Regions from separate parts of the Zea mays genome. Here all the other regions are linked to region 1. The links are chromatin contacts, called in public Hi-C maps. All regions are on one chromosome and are shown on one strand. Each heading gives the region's core, a stretch centred on a gene start, on an enhancer-like site or on the middle of the called end of the contact. The rest is flanking DNA. Distances are from core to core; before and after follow the strand shown. Region 1 holds the start of LOC100193554. Region 2 holds the start of LOC542146 (DEAD box RNA helicase 1). Region 3 holds the start of LOC100276311.

Region 1 (4,237 bases), core at 335-2,834:
TGAGAATGGCCGGTTGGGGTGGTATTTATAGCCTCCACACCCCCAACTAGCCGTTGGACAGAAAGCAGTAGCTTTCTGTCGTCGGGTGCACCGGACAGTCCGGTGCACCACCGGACACTGAACAGTAGATGTCCGGTGCGCCTATGTCAGCCGACCGTTGGCGTCTGTAGCAGTCGACCGTTGGATCCGACCGTTGGATTCGACCGTTGCCGTCTGCCCGTTGGCACACCGGACAGTCCGGTGCACACCGGACAGTCCGGTGCTACAGCCTGAGAGCGCCTACCTGCGGCCTCTCTGCGCAGACCGTCCGGTTGTCCCACCGGACAGTCCGGTGCACACCGGACAGGTACTGTGCACTGTCCGGTGCGCCACCAGGCGCTGGCTGACAGCCCTCTTCTCAGGTTTCTTTGCTGATTTCTATGGGCTTCTTTTGTTCTTGAGTCTTGGACTTCTATGCATCTTTTTATGTCTTCATTTGAGGTGTTGCATCCTCATTGCCTTGGTCCAATCCTCTTCGCATCCTGTGAACTACAAACACAAACACTAGAAACCTTATTAGTTCACGGATTGTGTTGTTCATCAAACACCAAAACTCAATTAGCCAAAAGGCCCGGGGTCCATTTTCCTTACAAATGTCTTAAAAAGTGATAGCACCTTATCTAAAAATCACTGTGAACGGACCTTCTATCTGTTTGTGACGTCAGGGAAATAAGTCGTAATAAAATATTAATATCAGTCGGCTTAGTACTGTTTAGAACCCTAGAGCTAATAGTTAGCTAAGTAATAAATTATTAAGACCCTGCTTGGTTTCAATTAGTCCTAGGACTAAACTTTAGTCCCTATCTGTTTGGTTGTAGTGACTAAACATATTCTAAAGTCATAATAGTAGCTGTCCAAAGACTCAAATGCCCTTGGAACACTAGAAGACTGCGTGCAACTGTGCGAGAGAGGCTAGGGATAGGTTTGGGCAACAGGATAATTATGGGCCTTTAGTCTCTTTTAGCACCTAGATGAAAGACTAGAGACTAAATCATTTTAGTTCATATTTTAGTCCTAGTGCTTGGTAAAAAAAAGGACTAAATGAGACTAAAAACTAGAGACTAATCTTTAGTCCATCTAACCAAACACCCCCTAAATATGTTAGGTCAGCTAATGAATTAATTGTTGAGATAGCTAATAATTAAATACGATATTAGGTGGGGATGTTTAGAACTCAACGACTAATTTTTTTAGTAGGTAACTATTAATTTTAGAGGTTCTAAACAGGGCCTTAATCAGTAGTAATAGTAACGTTTGTATCAGTATCGACTCTAATTTAACCTGTACTAAGTGTTACCGGTCTATGCAAGGACCGTGGCAGCTGCAGCCTGCAAGGAAACAAGGTTGGTCCCCGAAAGATGGGGCATTTATTCGACGCGACGCGACGCAAGCGGAGAAGGTTCCTACGGTTTTTTAACACCAACAACACCCCGCCCATGAGGCTGACGAGGGCTGTTTGTTCCCTCCGACCCACGAGGGCTGTACAGCTCAGCTCACTTACTTGGCCTCCCCACTTTCCAGCTCGGTTTGCTAACCCATGGTCGCCTCGCCTCATCCTCTCGCCCACCTCCATAACTTTGCATGGCCTATTACATGTCGTCCCTATCCCTCCCTAAAGCCATCTTCTTCTTCCTCCTTCAGTCACCCGGCCTGTCGTGTCGATCTCACTCTCAGGGTCCGGTCCGGTGCATCATATATACCCTTGGTCGATCGATCGACCAGATAGATACACTAGATAGCTAGGATTGCATTGTGTTCCACCAAAAGCCAGCCACAACACATCGACATGATGCAGGACTTGTTCTCGGTCCCTTCGTGTTTCTCGGCGGGCGAGAAGCTTCCGGACGTCCCGGCGTCCGCTGCGGCCACCACCAGGTCCGGGCAGAGCGCGGCGACGCTGGTCTACCGCGCGGGAATCGCCGGCCACGACCGCCTGGTGACGGTGACGTGGTGCAGGAACCTGCTCACCCACGGGCTGACCGTGTCGATCGAAGGGTCGGCGGGCGGCGGCAAGGACAAGAGCGGCGGCGGCAGGGAGTGGGGCGACGCCGACGGTGGCGCGGCCTCGTCCTCCAACAAGGGCTGCAGCACCGCCTGCAAGGTGGAGATGCAGCCGTGGCACTTTTGGCGCAAGTACGGCGCCAAGCAGTTCCACGTCGACGGCAGGGCCGTGGACGTGGTCTGGGACCTCAGGAGCGCGAGGTACTCCGACGAGCCCGAGCCGCTGTCCGACTACTACGTCGCCGTGGTGTCGGACGAGGAGGTGGTCCTCCTCCTCGGCAACCTCAAGAAGGAGGCGTTCCGGCGCACCGGGTCCCGGCCGTCGCTGCGGGACGCCGCACTGGTGTGCAAGAAGGAGCACGTCTTTAGCAAGAAGCGGTTCCTCACCAAGGCCAGGTTCCACGACAGGGGCAAGCTGCACGACATCAGCATCGAGTGCAGCAGCAGCAACCTCGGCGGCGGCGGCGTCGACGTCGACATGGTCATCAAGATCGACGGCTACGTCAACGTCCTCGTCAGGCACCTGCAGTGGAAGTTCAGGGGCAACGAGTGCATCTCCATCAACCAGCTCAAGGTGCAGGTGTACTGGGACGCGCACGACTGGATCTTTGGCACGGGGGTGAGGAACGCGCTGTTCATCTTCAAGCCCGAGCCGCTGCCGTCCGCCACCAATGAGTACTCTGATTTCTGCCTGTTTCTGTACGCATGGAAGCTTGAGTGAGCTAGGATTCCTGTTCCTGCATTATACTGGACACCTCACCATATATGTTATGAACCAATAATTCATACGTATCATGTAACTGATGGATTATTGGGCGATGGAAGTGTATGCGAAATGAATGATTGGGGCCGTTTTCCCTTTCCCTTTCCTTCCTTCCCATGGGACTATGGGAGTGTGTTGTGCACATGGAGGATCGGACTGGAGGGGCACAGGATAGTCCTGGGGATTAGGAACAGGCGGGTCCTGATACAGAAACATGACAGGCAGGATTCGCAGTGCCATGCCTTTCCCAATCATGCATTCATGCTGATCTATCCTGGGAAAGTCCAGCTAAGATCCGGTCCCTTCCCCCCATCTCATGGAGTACTATTGAGTTCTTAAAAAAATGTTCCTCCTAATTCCTTTAATTTTGCTCCGTTCAAGAACGAGGACCCCGCAGAATTCCAGTATAAGATTTCAGAACGCCTCATCAGTTTATTTTCTCTGCATGTTATTAACAGATGAAAGAAACAATCGCAGAAAGAAATGGTAGTCAATTTGCACATCATATCTACTCATCTTCATCCACTCAAATCAATATAAATCTCACAGATATATCAGTCTGAAGGTGTTTATTCGGTACTTTTAGTGAACGTGGATCAGGATCGAACAGAATCAGATTGAAGAGAACTTCGAATAAAAAGCTTATCTGAACAAGTTAGAATCGAAATAGTTGGGAGGGAGCCCAATAAGGCACTGAGGTTTGGCTGTACAAACTGACATAGTTTGGGGGGGGGGGGGGGGGGGGGCGCTCAATGTGCATTTTCACCAGTGATACCATATAGATATAGGGTTCAGGGAAAAAACTGCTGTTTTATGGGCAATTCAAGTAGAGTAAAAAGAATTGTTTCCGGATGCTGATTATTAATTCTAATTGTTTTTTCTCCATGTCGATACGATTTCAGTTTAGGGACACAGAATCTATAACAAAGAAACCATATGCATCTGTGTTATGCTGCTAGTAGCTCTCATCGAAAGCCTTTTAGATTTTCCCAGAGTTTCCACCTTTGGACATAGAAATGCTGCAATAACATAGGCCAGCACATGTAAACATGGAAAAGTAAAATTATCTGACCAAATGCCCAGTTTACACAGTTACAAACACAAACGGGTTTTCACATGAACAGAATCTATAGAAGTTTTTTTTCACATGGTACTTCCTTAAAATAAGGGAAATTTGGATCCATACCATTAAAAGATCACCACTTTGATCCATACCATTACTATCTCACTTACATGTGGGTCCACATGAGTCAATGACATGTGGGGTCCATGGTATATATCTAAAGTTTGGATCTTTTAATGGTATAGATCCAATTGTTCCTTAAAATAATGATGCTTCTTAAATCCATGACATATTATTTAAATTGTTAATAAAACTAATAGAAATGAGAAAAAAGACTATTTTGAACCAAAACCAAACCATTTCGTCAAGAA
Region 2 (4,109 bases), core at 952-3,451, 410 kb before region 1:
GGGCTCTTGCCGCTCTTAAACTCTGCAAGAACATAGTCCCGTTCAGCTTGAGCTTTATCACCATGTATAGATAATGCTGGCCACCCATCCATTCTAAGCTGCCGGGTGATCTTATCGCAATCCTTTTTTGTTTGGAAGAATATCAAGATACGGCTCCCATCCATTAGATCAGACAAGAGCTTACTGAGTCTGTGGGAAAGAGGTGAAAATCAACTCACACCGTGTCCATTTGTAATCGAAAGTAGCATAGTAAGTGAGCATAAAAGTTTTTAGTCAAAAGACCGTCAACCATACATACCTTGGATACTTCTCATGATCTGAAATAACTTCAACAATTTGTTGTATGGAATGATTAGCTTTAAGTTCAGGTGAGCCTATGATTACCTGCATTACAATATAAGCTAAAAGTTAAGAGAAGGGCTGTCAAAATCAATTCAATACAACATGGCAATAAAAGAACCAGAAAATAACAATAACAGAAGAGATCGTGCACCTTGTAAGGATTTTGTAGAAACTGTCTTGCTAAGGCTTCAACTTCTCTAGGCCATGTGGCACTCCAGTACAAGGTTTGCCTGTCTGGGCGGATCTAAGGATAGCAGAAGTGTTGGACAAGCATTAGAGCTAGGCAAGACAATAGATATTAGTAAGAATTCTGCATTTCTAAACGAAACTGTACCTGTGCTACTATTTTCCGAATTTGGGGCTCAAACCCCATATCTAGCATCCGGTCCGCCTCATCCAACACAAGGTATGTCACTCTACGTAGGTTTGTGTGACCAGCTTCCAGCATATCAATCAACCGGCCAGGAGTTGCAATGACAATTTCAACTCCTAAAAGTGCAAATGACAGATTGCATTGAGTTTAAAAGGCATTCATCTAAAAAGAATTAAAGTGGACAGATGTGTGCAGGTACCTCTTCTAAGGTCCCGTATTTGTGGACCCTTAGGTGCACCACCATAGACACATGTGCTTCTAGTTCTTGAATATGATCCAAATTTTGTAGATTCTTCCTGTATTTGAACAGCCAGTTCTCTCGTGGGAGCGAGAATTAATACAATTGGGCCATCGCCTTGTTCTACAGGAATTAGAATAACGAATAATATTAAAAGGGAAATGGACACAGTCAGAAAACATACAGAAAGCTCACAGCAAGTTTATAGGAAACCAACCTAGCCGAGGCTGGGCACCAACATGAACCAACCCAGGTAACAGATAAGATAATGTTTTCCCTGAGCCTGTTTGAGCGATACCAATCAGGTCCCTACCCTTCAAAGCCATAGGCCAACCTTGAGATTGAATAGGTGTTGGCTCCACAAATCCAGATTTGGCAATAGCTTGCATGCAGTAATCTGTCAAAAGAGTCATGAAACAGTAGTGTAAGAAATCACAGGTATTGCGTTATTTTCAACGGACACACGCACAGGAAACACTGGAACTAGAGTAAACCTGGGAAGTTGGCTTCCTGGAAGTATCTAACCGGCTTGGGCACATCCCGGCCCTCGATGGTGATATCCCGGAGGCGGCGGTACTGCGCCACATCCGCCTCCGACATTGCCTGGACGGAGGGACACTCCACGTAGAAGTTTTTCTCGAACGGTATCAGGCTCCGAAAGTCCGGCTTAGGGAGGGCGAGCGAGTCAAGCCCGTCCCTCCCGCGACCTCCTCCTCTGCCGCCACCTCCGTACCCTCCTCCACCGCCTCTGCCACCGCCACCACGGCCTCTGCCTCCCTGCCCGTAGCGCTGGTAGTCGCCGCCCGCGGGGGCCGCGGGCACGGGAACGGGCACAGGCAGCGGGTAGGCGGCGGCGTAAGGGTTCAGGTTCGCCGCAGCCACGGGAGCCGGCGGAGCGAACGTAGGAGCCACGGTCAAGTCGCTACATGCGGAACTCAAATCGATCGGGTCACCTTCGAATTCAAATCAGATCGGGAGAGCTAGAATTAGGGTTGCCGTACCTGCGCCTGTCGTGGTAGGATGAGGGGTCAGCGAAGCGGAGATCATACGGGTTCATGGCGCCGGTGAGGAGCTTGGCCGGCCGACAGAGCAGGGCGAGGGCGCTGACGTGCTCGAGGGGAAAGGCTAGGGAGGCCGGGAGGGGATGGATCTGCGGGCGGCGGCGGGCGGAGACGCGGTGGTTTACCTTTTGTTGGGTGTGGCTTTTGCTAGTGGCGTGCGGGAACGGACAGGGTCGGTTCGCGTGACCCACGTGCATAGGGATGCAACGGAGAATACCGTGTCGGATTTTATTTCACCGTAATTCACCACGGGACATCATCCCTATTTTCTGCGGGAATCTATACTACTCTATTAAGATAGTACCATCAGCGTCCACATCTAGGTTGCCCTCGCCTGCCCCCGCACCCTCCCACGCGCGCGCAAGGAAGCAGCCCGCCAGCCCCCGCGCAAGGAAGCAGCCCGCCAGCCCCCGCTGTGCCCCTCCCCCACGACCGCACAGGCACCGTCCCCCGCCGCCCCCGCCCCGAATCTCGCCCCTGCTGCGGATCCCGCGCCCTCCATAGTTGCCGCGATTGCTACCACGCGCCCCCTCCAGGAGGAGACTGACGCGGCGGCGCCGCGTGCCCCCACATGCCGCCCGTCAAGTTCAACATCCCCGCCCCGCTCGCCCCTACAGCGAACGCCACTGCCGCCCATCCTCGCGTCCTCCCCGTTCTCAGCGCCTCCCCCTGCCCCCGTCATCGGCGCCACAACCCCCTCGGCCTCCCCGGCCTCCCCGGCCTCGGCGTGATGCTCGGGAGTCATGACCGAGCGGCTCCAGATCCGCATCCGCAACCCCCTCGGCCTCCCCGGCCTCGGCGTCGATGCCGACAAGGACGACGAGGCGGTGGGAGATCTGGAGACGGCAGCAGCCAGCAGCAGCAGGCGGTTGCCACATCCGGAGACGAAGAAGGCGATGCCGGACTGGCTGCAGTCCGTGCAGCTCTGGAGTAACCAGCAACAGCCCTCCGCCTCCCCGCCGCAGCACCAGGATGAGTTGCTGCTGTCGTGCAGGCCGGTGGCGCTCAACGCCTGCAGGAAGCCCGGGGGCGCGTTCCAGCCGTTCGAGAAGGAGAAGAAGAAAAAGGACAAGGAGGAGAAGCAGCGCGCCGAGCTGGAGCTGGAGCTGCCGGTCGCGGCGAGCTCGGGCGTGGTCGGGGACAGCTGCGACAGGGCCGGCGCCACCGACACCGACACCGACACAGCCGAGAACAATAAGGCCAGCAACACCAAAGGCGGCAAGGACAAGAGGCTCAGCTGTCGTCGCAGGCACCCAGCCGAAAGGCGCGGCGGTGCTGGGCCCCGGAGCTCCACCACCAGTTCCTGCAGGCGCTGCAGCAGCTCGGCGGGTCCCACGGTTTGTTGCTCACCCTTATCCTACCACCACCTCATCACAGAAAACTAGAAAATAGGAATTTCTTTGTTGGTTATGCCTGGTAATAAGGATATACATATAACAATGGATTGATAACCATGCCACTCCTTTTATTTTGTAGCTGCTTCGGCGTGATGAAGCCAAGCTTAGCTTTTTTCTATATATAAGGACGGGTTTGAGAAAACATCTCTGGACAACTGAAATTGTTGAGCAGACTATGTTTGCTCGTATATTTTTCTCAGATTAATTTGGGATCAATTAATAATGTTGTATTTATGGTAAGAATTTGCTTTAAGTAACTTATGCTTTGACTGTGTTACGGTAGTTAACTAGGCTTTATTCACATATAATGAAGTGAGATTTATTTAATTTTGCACTCAATGACCAACATGTGCTTGTTCTCACATCATCTTATGCCTCTTTTGTATTTATTAACAATTATATTATATGCTTTATATTCTTACAATAGAAGATTATCTGTGTTAAGCCAAATGGACATAATTAGTTCTGTTTGCAAAAGCATTTTGGATTTTCCAACCTCAAAGCATTCCAAAAGGAAGTCTTGGATGCTTGGTTTGCTCACGGGGATTGTATTCTCCTAGCAGCCACAAAATCAGATGCGTTTTCTGTAATGCTCCTCTTTATTTCTGTAATTTATTATTTTTTCCATGTGGATGGTAGTTTCGCCCTCCTTTTCTCACATGGATAACTCTGCTGGCAGGAAAGTCCCTCTGTTTTCA
Region 3 (4,517 bases), core at 1,536-4,035, 500 kb before region 1:
TTCTAATCAACAATGGGGGCCTGTAATAGATTAAGTGGAAAAATATATATACTATTGCAAAAGGTGTGGATAATGAGGTGTGATTAATAAACATACATTAGTTGTTGGAGTAGAATCAAAAAGTGGTAATAAGCTCATATTAACATCATCAACATCATCAGATTTGCCAGTTTGCTGTTTTGGAAAATACAAATAATATGCTTGTTAAAAGTTCCTTATGGGTTAATTTGAGAGCATGGAAATTGAAAGTAAAAAAAGTAAATAGAATCGTATACACATGAAACACGAACCGGAATAGTGCCTTGTGTATCTTGCACTGGAGTATGGGTGGTGTGCTCGTCCATATGATTGTCAACGAACGTAACCCCAGGCGTACCGTTAGGGACAGTGTTGGTTTGTGGAGCCGTTGGTGTGGGATGAACTGAAGATGTACCCTGCTCTGTGGTACCAAAATCAAGGTAGCATGTAACACATTGTCATAATTGAACAAAGATATATTGTAGTATGCCTGATTTGTGGAACACTGCATACATAATGGAACAAGATATGTGTGTCTGTGGGATAATTATTGATATGAAATGGGATGGCTACATTATAGGAGGTATCCGGAACATAAGTAATATGCGTGACTGACATAAGTATCATGTAGTTTGGTGGGATTAAAACCTATAAACTTTAGTGTGCAAGTTCAAAAAATATATATAATTATGATGTAATGGCATAGGTTAATGTAGTGTGACATGATCAATAAAAAGTTACCTTATACAGAGTCAGTAGAAGCAGCAGCATCCGAAGCTCTTTGGATGACCTCGTCAATCATTTCTTCAAAAGTCTGAGATAACTGTATCTGCTTGGCTACTAGATTGCGATGTGTAATTTCAAGAGTTGCACAATACTGGTCAACCTCTTTGTCGTGACAATCAAGGAGTGCCTCGAAACCTGAGCGATAAAAGGCAGGCATACAATGAATTTTGCTTGCGATCAAGTGCTTGATGCGAGGGGCACATATATTGAAAATGTCATTTACTGGTCGTTCTGGCGCAGCAACGTAGCATGTCTCGCTCGTACTACAGAACAGATGGCAAATAAGATAAAAAAATATTAGTATCTGTAAACATGTTATCTATACAAGTAGTTACTCATGTTAAGAAAAAAAACGGTCTTACCTCACAGTGGCCAAAAGGTTCCCCGGATTGACGGGGCCTCCTCTTATCAGCTCTGATCAAATCTATGATTGTTTCTTTATCAAAAAACTTAATACGAGGTGTTCGTACTTGTTTTCTGGGGATGAAGGGCTCATCAGGTGATACAGGTAGTATATCTGAGAAAATAAAGATATAAAATGTATATAGTACTCCTCTTATGCCATTGGCTGGCAGTGTCACATAGGTCAGTATATAGCAACTGGCACCGGTCAATGTCAGCCATGTGGTCCATGTTTTTAGTCATTAACACTTCATTGTTTGTAATGAGAACAATGGGCGGTTGAATAGTATAAGAAAGAAACAGCGAATGGACAACTGATCATCATTTCCTTCAACAAGTTTGTCCTACAGCTTCACTACATCGAACTCATCTTTTGATATTTTCAAATCTCGTCTGAGCTTTGATGTTGCATCAACTTCCCCGTACCAATCAGTGAAATCTCTACCACCGCTGGCGCTAGGCAAACCCAATATCAACCTGACGGTATCTTTTGTTATTTTCAGCTCTTTTCCAGGACTAGGGCGAATAGTCATGTCTAGGGGTGGAAACGAGCCGAGCCGATGTAGTACCCAAAATTCTATTTTAGAAATTCATAAAATTATCCAAGGGTTTTTGAAACAAAATATCTTTAATAAGAATTTTCTTACTGTTCAAGTAACATCTCCTAAATTTAATTTGTTGGCTAACAAAGATTAAATAAAAGGATCCCTATATGAATTTAGTTATTACTTTGTTGAACTATATATTTATAAGTACTCTTAATTAAAACATATCTTGATAAAGGTTATACACTTCTTCTAAAAAAATACTTATTTTTGCGTGAATCATGCATTGGGATTATTAAATAAAATACTAAATAAAATGTTTAATTTTGAGAGCATATTGGAGTTTTGGTTGTTGCATTCGATTTTGTGAATACAGAAAAAAATTAATTTGAATCAAATTTGAAACTTTGGACGTGCAAAGGAAAATAGAAATAAAAAAAAAACTTGCTATATATTTGACCAATCTCTTAATAAATATTTTACACTAGAGGTTATTCCCCTAAAAATGGCAAATAAGTGATGTACATTTATTTTGAGATAACTTTTAATTTGTCTGCACATTCAAAAATAATACTACCCTAAAATAAAAAAAATATATGTGAATTATTCTCTTATGAAATTATGTATATAGAAGCATTTATCTAGGTGAATAATTAGTCAATCAATAAATAAAATTTGCATGGCATTCTGGATTTTTTTTGATCGAGCATTTGAATTAAGCTTGAAATTTGAACTTTATCTAAATCCGATTTCAATTTCGATTGTGAAAAATGGAGACGCAAAAAAAAAAACAGAACACTAACTGCTTTGGGATTAAAAGCACCAGCCGATCAACTAGGATTAGGCCACAAGTCCTTTGTTTATTATTTCTCTGGTCACTTGCCTCAGCACGACATGAGCATGGCATCATGCATTACATCCCTCACGCCGCACAAGTGACGCTCGCGCATGGGGGCTGGGGCCATGCAGGCAGTCGGCTTCTTCCTGAAGCTGTTACAACCACCCGCATGCACTGGATCTCAGCTAGACCTTTTCTCCGCAGACTCCCAGCCTCTATCTCCATAGCCACACGTCGAGCGCCAAAGTCTGTTTCTTCCGTTCGCCTGGAGCTAAATACAGCTGAGCAGCCCCACGTCTCGTCCATAAAAAAAGGAAGCCACAGCTCTGCATGGTAGAAGCCACGTACCGCAAAACCCAGCCCAGAAACAACCACGTGAGCGAGAGAGAAACCACAGGTGGAGGCTTCCATCCTCACCCATGGGCCATGCTGCCGCTCGGTGTCAAACGGGGCTGGGTGATTCGCCGGAGGCCACTGAAGCTGTTCTTGGCAGAGGATGGCGGCCGGGAACGCTCCTATGCGATAGCAACCGTGCCCCGCGACAACTGCATGCGCGCGGCCGCACCAGCACAATGGATGTCACAAAGGACCAGTCGGATGCGGGACCTCTCCGCGGCCGGGACTCTCGTGATTGCGCGGGCTCTGAAACTGGTAAGAACTCTTGATTGCTTACCTGTTTCCTTCACGTAGATTAGTTGTATTCGGTTAGGCTTTGGGAGCACCTGAAGCGCCGTGGTAATGGCGGCTACTTGAGCGGTCTCCCTCGCCAGCGTATTCGACGGACAGGGGTTAAAGATGAACCGATGGCCATTGATTGGTATTCAATGGTCGTGATCACGTCGCGCGTAACCCTTCGAGCGGGGAAATCTGAACCGTGGATCTGGCAAGTTGCGACTCAGATTAAAACCTGGCATACCGGTTTGGATGTGGTTCGATCTAATCTGGTCCCTTGAAAACAGATCAAGCGGCTCAGGTCGCGCAATACCCCTTCGGCCTCGACAATTATATTAAAGAACCCATCTGTTATTTTAGATTCAACTCGCAATCCATAGGACTGTTCACTGAGTCTTAAGAAATTTACGTGTTAGCCTCTGTTATTCTCTGAATTCATGCGCACAGTCCAGACAGCGAATAAAATCAGAGAAATTCATTTTAAATTCATTTTTAATACAAAAATAATGGTAGAAACTTGTATAAATCATAGAAAATTCATATTAAATCCTTTTTAGTCCATTCCACTTCCTATAATTTTATATTAATATTGTCTATTACTTGGTAGCACTGTTTTAGCATGAAACCCATACCAGACATGATTACTCAAATAATTTTGTAGCAAGCACATACGAACTTTGGGAATTCATAACTTAAAATCTATGATTCCGATTTGATCCGTTCAAGTTGCGTTAGTCTCGTATAAATGTTTTCTATACAATAAAAACATTTCTTATACCATGTCTCATTATTTTATCACTAGATCTTTATTTAACTTATGTTGGTTAGTCTTGTTAATCTCTTTATCATTATAACCTACTAGAATAAGATCTATGGTCAATTTATAACTTAGATTAAAGTTGAGATAATTATTTATAGAATAACCTCTCATATGATTTATATTAACCAAATTATAATATAGTTTAATATTTTAATCACATAAATTCTCTATAAAATCATAACTCCTTAATCGTAACTCCAATTTTAGTGGTTCTCGTTCCCACGATCTTGTAGCGACGTGTAGATTATTATTATTCAGTTTGTACTTATGTTTGGTGTGATGTTAATTTTGTCTATATCATGTTTGTTTGTATTGCTACGACTAGCGTGTGGTCACGAGGATCTGAAGAATCACCCTGGTAACTGGAATCTCAAGTGCCAGGCAAGTTGTGCCCTTGATTCACTTTTGTTACCCAATAATGTTCTTTGTAATCATT

What was found. A called contact is a pair of places that touch in the nucleus more often than the background predicts.
Region 2: a Hi-C map of tassel shows a contact between it and region 1, with 2.1 times the contacts expected there. The contact joins the promoter of LOC542146 here to the promoter of LOC100193554 in region 1. A contact is called at or near these places in 2 of 25 Hi-C or Micro-C datasets (ear and tassel).
Region 3: a contact with region 1 is called in a Hi-C map of tassel, with 4 times the contacts expected there. The contact joins the promoter of LOC100276311 here to the promoter of LOC100193554 in region 1. A contact is called at or near these places in 2 of 25 Hi-C or Micro-C datasets (ear and tassel).

Annotation. Positions count from the first base shown.
Region 1 is chr3:168,892,015-168,896,251 of Zm-B73-REFERENCE-NAM-5.0, forward strand. LOC100193554 reads left to right here and starts at 1,585. Exons shown (of 1, transcript NM_001138665.1): 1 at 1,585-2,904. The coding sequence starts at 1,826. The coding sequence ends at 2,761. It also overlaps the pseudogene LOC103650864.
Region 2 is chr3:168,483,412-168,487,520 of Zm-B73-REFERENCE-NAM-5.0, forward strand. LOC542146 (DEAD box RNA helicase 1) reads right to left here and starts at 2,202. Exons shown (of 10, transcript NM_001111771.2): 1 at 1,955-2,202; 2 at 1,448-1,875; 3 at 1,171-1,350; 4 at 915-1,076; 5 at 677-831; 6 at 494-586; 7 at 299-384; 8 at 1-189. The coding sequence starts at 2,010.
Region 3 is chr3:168,386,180-168,390,696 of Zm-B73-REFERENCE-NAM-5.0, forward strand. LOC100276311 reads left to right here and starts at 2,786. Exons shown (of 3, transcript XM_008676455.4): 1 at 2,786-3,240; 2 at 4,407-4,462. The coding sequence starts at 3,009.